2 separate regions of the Gossypium hirsutum genome follow, and region 1 is linked to region 2. Evidence: chromatin contacts called from public Hi-C data. All regions are on one chromosome and are shown on one strand. The core of a region is the stretch at or near the end of the contact, and the rest is flanking DNA. Distances in the headings are between cores, read along the strand shown. Region 1 holds the start of LOC107943968 (60S acidic ribosomal protein P0). Region 2 holds the start of LOC107934981 (WUSCHEL-related homeobox 5).

What was found. A called contact is a pair of places that touch in the nucleus more often than the background predicts.
Region 1: a contact with region 2 is called in a Hi-C map of leaf, with 1.9 times the contacts expected there. The contact joins the promoter of LOC107943968 here to the enhancer-like site in region 2. A contact is called at or near these places in 7 of 34 Hi-C or Micro-C datasets (callus, cotyledon and leaf).

What each region holds. Positions count from the first base shown.
Region 1 is chrA10:116,936,628-116,942,456 of Gossypium_hirsutum_v2.1, forward strand. It overlaps LOC107943968 (60S acidic ribosomal protein P0), which reads right to left and starts at 3,698. Exons shown (of 5, transcript XM_016877786.2): 1 at 3,220-3,698; 2 at 3,051-3,119; 3 at 2,001-2,099; 4 at 1,518-1,910; 5 at 1,144-1,434. The coding sequence starts at 3,477. The coding sequence ends at 1,288. It overlaps LOC107943966 (syntaxin-31), which reads left to right and starts at 5,689. Exons shown (of 6, transcript XM_016877785.2): 1 at 5,689-5,829. The coding sequence starts at 5,716.
Region 2 is chrA10:116,855,643-116,862,340 of Gossypium_hirsutum_v2.1, forward strand. LOC107934981 (WUSCHEL-related homeobox 5) reads right to left here and starts at 6,468. Exons shown (of 2, transcript XM_016867507.2): 1 at 6,009-6,468; 2 at 4,797-5,191. The coding sequence starts at 6,366. The coding sequence ends at 4,986. Within about 2 kb of position 2,314, at least 1 of the 9 cell types and tissues checked has an H3K27ac peak or open chromatin away from gene starts, as enhancers often do. A contact at or near this core is called in leaf, where this site is marked.

The DNA of each region.
Region 1 (5,829 bases), core at 2,448-4,947, 82 kb after region 2:
AATCTCGGTCAAAATTAGAAAAAAAAACCCATTTCGCCTTAAGATATTTACTAAAATACCTTTTATATAATTTAAGTTTAAAATATATGATAATAAAATTAATGTAATATTTGCTTTAGCATAATTATATCTAAAAAAGAATTAATAGTATCATTAAAAAAATTAGTATTCTATTTTGATAAAAATATAAAAAGTTAAAAGTCAAAGTAACATATCAATTTAATTTTTCGGGTTATTCAAAATCGAACAAACTAATATTTAAATTTGAATTAAATCAAAATTGAATTGCTAATGATAAACACTTAAGTTGTCAAAATTTGATTTCTAACATTGAATTTAATTTCTGAATTTTTTATCCCATTTTAATAATTTAAATTGTCTTCAATATTCCCTAGGTACTTGAAATGAATTTTTTTTATGCTTCAAGATTATAGTTCCCACTATTAATTTGTTACTTGAATTTTTTTTTTTAATTTGCAAACAGTGGTTGCTCATCAATTTAGAATTAGTACAAAGAGGGATCGACCAAAACACTTCTTATTTGGCTTTTTTGGGTTGATAGCATGACATATATAGAAGAATAAGAATTTATTTGTCTTTCAAAGTTTATCATGGAATTTAACAAAGATCATTAAAATATCAGTTTGTTAAACAAGACAATATATTACTACTCTTGCGTTGGATCCGTATAAAGATTCAAATAAAGAGTCTAAGCAAATCTTAGAAGTTGGATCCATCTAAAGATTCAAATGAAGAGTCTAAGCAAATCTTAGGAGTTGGATCGTCTAAAGGATAAGCCGATGGATATAGGTTTTGGTATGTTTATTTAGTTTTCTAGGTTTTCCACCAAAAATAAAATAAAATTACATGATATTAGTTGACATTATTTAATCTAACATTAACCCTTCATTATAAATACAAATTTTAGAACACAAAAACCCAACATAATCCTATAACTCAAACCTGACACAATAATATTTGATCATAAAAAATAAAAAAAACTTTACCATCCTAAACCCTATCTGACAAAAACTAAAACTAACAATATAACCCAAATCCAAAGCAATCCACGCAGTTGACAGATCTATAACATATTATGTAGGAAACACTTTAACAAAATGGAAACTGAGATGTAGATAGAACTGGCAAAAAGACTAAATTAAGACTTCATAAATCATCCAAAACTTAGAGCAATCAAAGTACATCAACGAGAACTATGAGAAACAATAAAGCAGATAATGTAAACTGTCAATAATCCTATATGTTTATGCTTTAATACAAATAACCTTAGTCGAAGAGACTGAATCCCATATCGTCATCAGACTCTTCTTCAGGTTCAGGTTTCTTTTCCTCCTCGGCAGGGGCAGCAGCAGGAGCAGCACCACCACCACCACCAGCAACAGGGGCAGCGACAACAGCAAACTTACTTGGATCCTGGATTTATGCAGAACTTAATTTAGATAACAACATTATGGAATTCCAAAAGTATAAGACGAGATAAAGGGTGAATTCCATACCGCCAAGTACTCCTTCACTTTATCAGCCTGGGGGAAGGAATACTCAGTTGCAACAGCAACGGCCAATACATTCTTGTAGCCATTGATGAACATGTGTGGTGCAGCAGCCAGGGTTGGGTACGAGATGGCGAGAGACAATGCCGTAACCATGGAGACACCAGTAGCGAATTTCTCAATCAGGTCATCCTCAGTAAGGTCAAGCACCTCAGGGCTAAAGACTGACCCATTGTCATAAACAGACAAGACAACAAGACCGTATGAGAATGGCCTAATTCCGAGCTTGGCAAGAAGTGCAGCCTCAGAAGAACCAACCTTGTCACCCTTCTTGATAAGCTCAACGGGAGTGATAATTTCAACAGTACCTTTGTTAATCTTGGTGGGAATATTGAGCACCTACAACGTAATCAAAAATTGATAATAAGAATTAAGCAATCATGAAGAACAGACATAACAAGCAAAACACTACCAGGATATAGCCAGTACCTGGAAGAAAGAGGTCTGTGATGGGTCAAGACCAGTGTTGCCGGGTGGAACAACCACATCAATAGGTGCAACCAGACCAACACGAGCAGGAGCTCCAACCTGTTCATAAAATAATATGATATTAGAACAAACACACAAAAGTGACAGCAAGAAACAACTACTAGATCAAGTAAAATTGAACTTCAAAACATCAAACATCAAAAATCACAATTGCAAAGTTTATAACTGTGAAAACACACAGAATACAACTCAACAATGAGAATGGAGACTTTATCTGTTTGGTTAATTCAAGCATAAACAAATACACTAATGAATCAACTTATAAATTCAAAATAACAGCGGGCCAAATAGCATAATATGAGCTTCCATTGATAAAAGTAGCAGGAAAGCTCATTTACTAGAAGTCAGATTGCATTTTGCCCCTTCTAATAAAAAAATAGGCAAATTAGTCCTTATACATTAAATCAAAAAGCAAAAGAGCACTCTTAAAATTTTCATTTCATCTATTTATCCCTTTTGAAACTGATCCATGCACGACAACATCATCAACACATGGTCCAAGTAGCACATCATGAATACTTGTCTGGTTAATCCCTCAACCACGCCAAATTTCTTACAGTAAAAATGGATGAAAAATTTAACAAAAAAATCAGTTTACTCTTTGATCTAAAGTACATGTACTAATTTAGCTATGTTTTGAATAAAGAAGGCAAAATGCAATCCAAATCCTAGTGCAGAGTCACCATGATACTTTTACCAAATAGCATAATATGAGCTTAAATTCAATCTTAAAAATTCCAAAAATTTGATTTTTATCAATGAGAAAAACTATAAATACCTAAACCATTCATTTAGCTAACCATACTAAATTATAAATTACATAACAATAACTTTAGCCTCCTATGACTAAATGTTCTACAGATATAACAAAATCAAGTATTCCAAATTTCCACCAAGTATATAGACCCTAAAAGAATTGCCAAAACAATCCTAATATCAAATATCCAAACTTCCATTAATGAATAAAAGATTAACGTAAAAGCAATATACCTTGTATTTAGCTACTTCCTCACTGACTTCCTTCAAATCACCCTTAGTAAAGATCAAACCCACATTTCCCTGATTCAAAAACAACCAAAAAAGGGGTTACTTCAATTCATTCATTAAACACTAAAAAACCCAAAATTTATATACAAAAAGATTGAAACTTTTGAAGTACCTGAAGCAAAGGGATAAGGTTAAGGAAAGCTTGGTTCCCAGTCTTCTCAGCATGCATCCTAACAGACCTTTTCATCATAGTGTTCTTACCCATTAAAACAACTGAGTCGCCTCGGAGACCTTTCCGAATGTTCTGGAGCTGGTTCGAGCCAACATTGTCGGCTGCGGCGATCAAGATCTGCGTGTACTCATCTAAGAGCTGGCACAGTTTCGCGTCGTACGCGATTTTCTTTTCGGCCTTGGAGGGTTTCACTGCCATTTCGGGAATTGGTGAAAAAAGGTTTACAAAAGGGAAAAATCGAGGGCCAAGACGATGCCGGACGGTCGGTCAAGGCGGACAGCTGATTGGCGCCGTCTCTTTAACCTCTGATTTTGATGTTAGTAAAGAATGGAGATTAGGGTTACAGTTGGTTTATATAGTAGGACGGGAAATGAAAGGGGAATTAGGGTTTTGGGGGTTGTGATTGGATCGAACGGTTGAGATTAGTTCCGGGTATTTTTAATTGTTGGATTTGGTTCGGGTTTTGGGGACTTTTTGTTATATGGGCTTGGGCTTGGTTTTTAGGGTTTGGAGTAAAATAGGAAAATGACATGTTAGTAAATTTGGTTTTAGTCCCTCTAGTATATATAGTTTTTTACGGAAACCCATCCAAAAATTAAAGCTGCAACCAACCTACACAATGTTAGTCCTTGACCGTTTTCATTAGGGATGTAATTGAGTCAAGCCGAGTCTAAAAACTGTCAAGTTTCAGCTCGAAATTTAGAATTTGATACTCAATTCAAGTGAGCTCAATCGAACATTTGTTTTTGAGCTTGAGCTCGATTAAGTTCGTTTATTAATTTTTATACTCGATCTCGAACTAAAGCTCGAACTCAACTTGATAATTAAGCTTAGGTTAATAATATATATTGAGGCTTATGAGCTATTCGAGATAAGTATTACTAAGCTCATACTCAGCTCGATCGATAACAAGAGCTATTCAAACTCGAGCTCAGCTCAATAATTACGGAATAGAGTTTGAATTTCTTTCGAGTCAAACTTTAATATCTTGTGAGCACTAATATCTCATTTACACTTTTACCGTTATATGCTCCCATGATTCTACTTCCACTATATTAAGTCCATCGAACCATATTGGCATCTTTTTATTTACGAAACACTTTTCTAGAATATTGACATAATTAGCCCAAGTTGTTAACTTCCTTAACTATTTTTATTAAAATATTGACATTTATTTATTTAATAAACATCTTTTTTTAGAAAAAGTCATGCATGCATGATGAGTTAGAAAATAAAAAAATTTATGTAAAAATTTTGATTGAAATAATTTAGTGTATTAACCAGGGATTTAAATTGCGGTTACGGCCATATTTTTGGTTGGGCTGCGTTTATTGCGGTTGCGGACATAACGGATTCGATTGCAGTCATTGCGGGCATCGCGGTGTGAATTTTTTTAAAAATCGCACAACTTATTGTAAAACATAATAATTATAATTATAATTATAATTATAAAAAGTCACTTTTAATGATTTTTAAAGTTTTCTAACACTTATTGTAAAATAACGGGAATAGCAGCCCGTTATTGCCTCAATTGGCCGTTACCCGTTAAATTGCGACTGCGATCTATCGCTATTGGTGTGACTCTGCTTCACACAGCTATTTTCAACAGTAGTGGTTTCGGAAGGCGCCGCTACTGCTATATAGCAGCCGCTATTTCACTACTCGACCGCTATTTACATCCCTGTTATTAACTATTTAAGTTAACTAATACCATTATAAATATCGAGGAACCAAATGATACAAATTAAATTATAAAAATTAAAGCTTAATTTAAATTATAATAATTTGATATAAAATGTTAGACGACAAGTCATATTCATCGAGCTAACATGGCATCATCACACCAGACCATGTTAACATTGGAAGATCGCACTAAATCAAGGTTGTTTGAACTGGATTAGATCACGAATTAGTTAGGGTGTCAATCTAGAGAAGGGCATTGAACCGTTGACCCGGAAATTGATACAAATCGATTGAATTTGGCCAATATGGTTGAACCATGCGGATAAACCGATTGATCCGAATTTAAAATATTTTAATATTTTTATTTTTATAAATTTTTCAATGTCTTATCTAATCAAACTAGACAGAACGATGAATCGGTGACTTGACTGATTTGATTAACTATTTAATTATGAAAACCTTAACTAAAACTATCGAAAACTACCTATTGTTTTATATTATCATTAGTTAGACTGGATAGCTAATGCCGTGAATTAGAATGAATATTATTTTTCTTTAACTTTCGGAATGACATCATAGAACTAAAAATTAAATTTCTTAAAATTAAAGTATAGAGATTAAATATTAAAGTTGGGCATAATAGAGGGATTAAAACCTAAATTTAACCAAATATTGTAAGATGGCGGGCAGATTCATGAAGCTGACATGGAAACATCTCATTGGACCACGCTAACAACAGAAGAAACCATCCAAATGAATTTTGTTCAGATTTTTTCTCAGGTAACCGTTTCTCTCCAATTCCTTAATATAAGTCCTTTCACCGGCAGCCGCCAACCAATTCTCCCTTTCTCCGGCCGACTTAAACGA
Region 2 (6,698 bases), core at 1,064-3,563:
GGATAATGTGCTTTAACGCACTTGAACCCACACTCCTACATTGATAATAATATCTATACCAATCGAATTAAGACTCAACCGACTGATCCAAACCCTTTTTATAAAATTTAATATTTTGTTGAATTCCTGATTTTTTTTTGTTCCAGATTCAATTATGAAACAACTCTTACTTTTGTATTTAAAAAAAAAATATCCTTCTGTGTTATCACTGAATCTCAAATCCCAAATTAAGTTTGTTATTCAGTCACTAATTCCCAAAAGGAGTGAAAAAGAAATTGGGTGAGCAGAGGGAGCATTTTGGAAAAGAACAGTCACATGGTTTGATGATGCAATCAACAACAACAGAAATTGTTGCTTCTACAATGGGACTGACTCAATGGCACATGAAAATAATTTATTGCTTTTGGCCTACTCTTGCTATGCCATCTCACCACCATTTCAATTACCAATAACTTCCAAATATTGTTGGAAAAGGTTTATTGGTTTCATGTCATTATTTATAGCTTTCATTGTGTCATGTGTTACGTAGTAAAAAATTCGATATCTTTTAAAAAAAAATGTAAGTTCAAAATGGAATAAAAATAGCATCAAATTGATTTAATGAGAACCTTTGTAGTCACGGAATATCATGTTATTGTTAAAGATTCTCACTAAAAATGTTTATGAGTTGAGTAAGGTTTAAAAGTAATATTAACACATTTGATATTTGTTCAAGCCTAATCTAACTCGATAACCGATTTAAAAATTTATTTAATTTATTTCTAGATGATTAATTTAAAATTATTTTAGGTTCAATTGTATTATTTTTCAAAAATATTTATATCATTTTTAATTTAACATTTAATAATTTTATATACAAACAATTTAATATTTTTTATTTGTTATAATTTATATAATATATAAATATAGGGGATGAATCCACTTAGATCGGTGTAAAACTAATGATGTTTTACACCCTTTCTTATATTTTTTATTCTGAGTTTATCGATATAATTATACTTATTTTGCATGTAAGTTTTCGAACTGGTCAGATGTCTTTATCATATTGGTCGAAAATTTTATTATATTAATATTTATTGAATGATTAAATTTTTTTTATATAAAAAAAAGTTAAAAAATTTACATCAAATTTAACATACATAATCTATATTAAAATATTCATAATACAAAAATATACGAAAAGATGTAAAACAATATTAATTTTACACTGGTGTAGGTAAATTGCCCCTCATAAATATAATATAATATATTACAAATTAAAAAAAAAGTTAAATCGGGTCAAGTTTGAGCATTGAATGCTAGAACCTAGACTCAAATGTATTTTAAACATATTTAAAAAATGTTTCGTCTGAACTCATTTTTCTAACCTAATATTTTCGCTAAAATTTCAAATAGACATTTAAAATTAGACTAATAGTCGGAGTTTGGGATAATTCTAACACCCACTAGACAAAACTACATCTGATGCAGAGCAAATGATATTTTGGGCCCAACAGAATTAAAGATAATGGACATTTATTCCCAAATTGGTTCTTTTGTGATGAGCCTAAAATGGAATTGTACACGAACCTCCTTTGGGCTGCTTTGGTATTTATAACAATGTTGCCTAAAATAAATTTTTTTGGTGGACATAAATGTATCCCTATCCCCAAGTGAACAAACAAGTGTTTTTATTAAAAAGTTGGACCGACCAAGTTTTTACATTTGAAACGTAAATTATTAAAATTTTGATTATAATGCTAACATTTCAGCATGGGTATTTTTAAACCTTTCGGTGAGCTATTAATCTTACTTTAAAAAATTATTTTTGAAAAATTATATTAGTAATGTTTATATAATATTAGTAATGTTTGTAAGAATGTCGGATATTTACTTTTTAGTGGCAGTTCTTTTTTCTTATAAATGTCACTGTTGTTTTTTGATCAATGGCCATTAAATGTTTTTTTTTTTGCGGCATTTTAAGTAACAACATCGCTAATGCTAAATTGATATGCTCCTAATATATATGGTGACAATTTTGCGTAAAATGCCACAATAAGTTTTATTTGGAACGAGATCTATTTAAGGATCGGATAGCCTGCTTGGCTTGACTTGGATAAAAATTTTTTCACTTTGGTCTGACCCAACTCGAATTCAATTTAAAGAGTAAAAAAGTATTTTCAATTAAAATTTAATTATAAAATATATAAAATAACAACTACATGTATATATATATTTATATTTTATTGATTTTTGAATAAAAAAAAAGCTTTTTGGATGGTCAGACCCAGCCTGAAAACAGGCTTGGGCTTGAAATATTTTGACACTGAGCCTTGACCAGACCAAGTCTGGCCCATAGACATTTCTACTTCGAAGTGATTCCTCTGGAAATTCTTTCACCTTTGTATATTGATTTTGCAATATAATTTTATGCACCGAAACTGAACTATACACTACTATGTCTTTAAAATCCATTGAAAATAAATTTAGATAATTAAATTTTTTAACACATGAAATCACATAATTTATTATTAGTATATAGATTTATACTAAAGATGCTCATGGGCCAAGTTAGATCAGGTTCGAGTCTGATTTAAGTATGATATTAATGCACTTTATAATTGTTCAAGGTCGGCCTAACATGAAATATGGGTCTAATATTGTCTAAACCCACTCATATTTTTAAATAGTTAATCCGAACCTATTTCAAACCTAATCATGTTTTTTTGAAAGTTTTTTAAAAAATATTTATATTAGTTTTACTTTAATATTTAATAATCTTGTTTTTTTTTCATTTGTTAAAAGTTTGTATATACGAATCTTAATGTTATTTTAATATTCACATTATAGTATTATAGATTATTATAAATCTAGTTTTTATGTGTTATAAAGTATATAATATATTATAAGAAAATATGTCAGTATTAGGCCTTAAATATTTGAACTAGAGCTAAACTCATATTTTAAACGGATCTATTACAATGTGACATACTTTGATCTTCGAGGTATATCAACCAATGACATAGCTTTCGATCAGAGATGAAAATGCAACAATGTGATTGGTTGCACTAACATAGAAATGCAAATTTCCAACTTTTTCACCAGGTGTTCATTGTCCCTCAACCTATGGCTTCTACAACAATACTCATGAAACTGCCTCTGCATCAGATCCTTGCGTTCCATGCTTGTCTTGAATTTCTTTGACAATCCCTACCATAGCAATGCCTTTTGGGCTTATGATCTTGGCATGGAATGTGTTTTTTGTCTGTTTTCTCATGTTTAAGTTCTCTGCTCATGCTCAGGGGTCTTTATGGTTTCCTTATACTATGAAGTGTTTCCTGTTTTGTTTCTTGTTGTTGATTGGATATCGCCTTAGCAATGTTTCCTTTCGTTTTTTAATAAAAGACTTTCATAAAAAAAAATGTTTAAACTTTCTCAAATTTCGAATAGATCTTTGAACTTGATCAAATAACTCATATCATAAATAATTCTAATTTGTACACTAAAAACACATTAAATGTAAAACTTATAAATATTTTTTTCAGCTAAATCAAAGTTTTATTGCAAAATTAACTGATAACAATAAATTGAAACATATTCTTACAGTTTTTGAAATTAAATTAAAATTTTATTAATCTTGGAGAGGGTCTGCGACGGGACCTTGGTATTATGTTTTGAGGTAAAACGTGATGAAATTAATAATTTAAGTATAATTTTTGACAAAAAGAATTGTAGGCATCTAAATGAGAAAAATGGTATGGCCACCGTTTGACGGAATTTTCGAAATTATCCTTGATCGCAACAATGTCTTATGTTTAATATGGTACCAGTGCACTTTTCTTTATTAATAAAATGTATTTTCTGAGAAAAAATCAAAAAAAAAATGTATTTGCTGATAAAAAATCAAAATAGTGTCACAAAGCCAAAGAGCATCAAACAATGACATCTCTTAAAACAATTTAGTTAAGGGTTAAAAAATTAATTTTTTTTATTTGTTTTAATGATTTTTAATGAGATGTCCAAGTGTAGTACTATTTGCTAATGTCACATCGCTAGAACTTTATGCTAATAATTTATGCTATCTTATGAGATTTTTTTGCTTTAAATCTATTTAAGTTAGCCTAATTCTCAAGTGAGAATACACAAAGGAAATTTTATAAAGCACTGAAATAAAATAGAAGCAAACTCTCAAGAAAGAAACTAATGACAAATAGAAAAGTCACAAAAAAGCAAATGCTCATAAATGTTTGAGTAAATGCTTTTAAAGTGTTTCTATTACTTTGAAAAATTACAACTGAATGATTACAAATAAAGAGAAAGGCCTGTATTTATAGTTGAGCTCCGCTAAATCTAACACAATACATTTTAAATTACATTGACGATTGAGGTTAAAGCCTATTTACAAGATGAGATTCTTAAGAAATTTAAGCACTGTACAATCTTATTCCTTAAGATTTACAATATTCACCACGATAACACTAATTTTACTGAAGTGCTACATTAAACTATTAAAACTTCAAATAGATTTATGAAATTAAAAAACTATATTACTAGAATACCAAAACAAAATTTAAATATATATTAATGGATGTACACATACATGAAATTCAAAGATTGGAAGCAAAACCAAGGCAGAATCTAATCTTATAGAATACATTTTTATGCATCTCAAGGAAAGACAAACATTTTTTTTTTTGTATGAGAGGAAGCAAAATTCCAATTTCCAAGCAATTAAAATTTCATTGAAAACTAAATCTAAACATCATAAAACATGGAGAGAAAAAAAGTAAAAAGAACTAAATCATTTTATGAGCATATAGAGGAGGAATGTCTTAGCATTGATATAATTTTCAATATTTAACATAAATTTTTTTTTAAAAAAAAGGAGAAATTACCATTACAAACGTAAAAATTTCCAAACTACAACATAAAAATTAATTCTACCCCTAATTTCATCATTGCATAAACCTAAAATTACTTTTTTTTAAACATTTTTATGATTTTTTTCACAGGGAACTTAAACGAAGATCCAATGGTGGATGATCCATTTCTGGGTTATTGATTGTGTATGGAAATGATGATGTTTCCCTACATTCGTTTGCATGGAATCTCAGCTTCTCTTGCTCATTTTCATCAAAGGAATTTAATGGAAATAGTTGTAATGTCTCAATAACCCTTTGATCTGATTGATATTCCTTAACCTCAAAAAACCCTGCAAAAATTTAAAGAAAAAAAACCCATTAAATCAAATGAAATATGTGTTATAATAATATATTTTTAAAGTCCTCTTAAAGATTTGTCATCCAATAATGCATTTTCCTTAAGTTCGAACTTAAGAACTCTTTATATTCTAGTCATTTTCACTACTATATAGAACTCTTATATGAGGAGTTCCTGTATTTGAATCTAACATGCATTTTCGAGTGAGAAAACCTTAAAGAATCAGTAAGTACATAAAAAAGAACAATATCATCTTATAAACATGACTCAAGTTGATCCAATTTTAAAAAAAACTCATCAAATCAAATGAAATATATATTATAATGCCACTTTTAAGTTCTTCAACGATTTGTTATCCAATAATGTACGTCCCCAAATTCAAACCCAATACCTTTTCATATACGAGTCATTTTTACTACCACATAAAACTCTTATATTTGATTATGAAGTGCAAGTTCAAGTGAGAAAACCTTAAAGAGTTAGTGAGTACACAAAGATAACAATATCATTTTACAATCACGACACAACATGATCTGACCCCCAAAAAGGGAAAACTATAGTAGAGGCTATTAAATTATGAAAAATTACAAAATAATCACTCAATTATTTAATTTTATCTATTTTGATCATCAAATAGCTATGATAAAAATAAAAACACCAAAAATCAAAGATAGTTGAGTGATATAAAAAAAACAAATTGAAAATTATTATTCTACAACTTTTTGTAATTGTATAACAAAAAAAAATCCATAGTTGATTGACTACTAATATAGTTTAAAAGAAGAAGAAGAAGAAGACGAGAAACCTACGTTTCGAAGAAGAAATCTTGTTGTTGTTATTGAAGATGTTGTCTCTAGAAATGAAATCATTTTCATCAATAGAGACCTTTCTACGCTTTTGTCTTTCCCTAGCTTTATGATTCTGGAACCAATAAAACACATTCTTACTTTCAATCTTCCCATAAAAGCTAAGCTGTGTAGAAATCTTCTGGATTTGATCAGTACTCGGTGTTCGGAGTCCAGACCTAAACAGTTCGGTTAACACCTTAACCTGTTCAGTCGTAGGGTTCCATCTCCCACACTTAGTTCCACTACCACCATTGTTGTTCCCATTATTACCACGAACATGACTCCCTTTAATACAAAACCCCGACAACCCTTCTTCCATATTTTCAAATAAAAACACCCCCCAAAATCAAATCTAGAAAATACCCAGAAATTTTCTTTGTTTTTTTCTCACAAGTCTGAACAAATCTGAACTGAAATGACAGTAGTTCGTTTATTACATATATATATATATATATGAAGGAAAATAAAATGAACAGAACAACATACATTAAATAAACCTTTTATTTGTTTTTTTTAAAACACGTAATTTATTTGATTATTTATATCAGTTGTGCTTTGATGTTAGGGTTCATGAGGTTGATTTTTATGAAAATGTTTGATATGATCGTCTGGTTTTTTGTGCAAAGAGTGAGACATGCGTAAAAGCTGCCA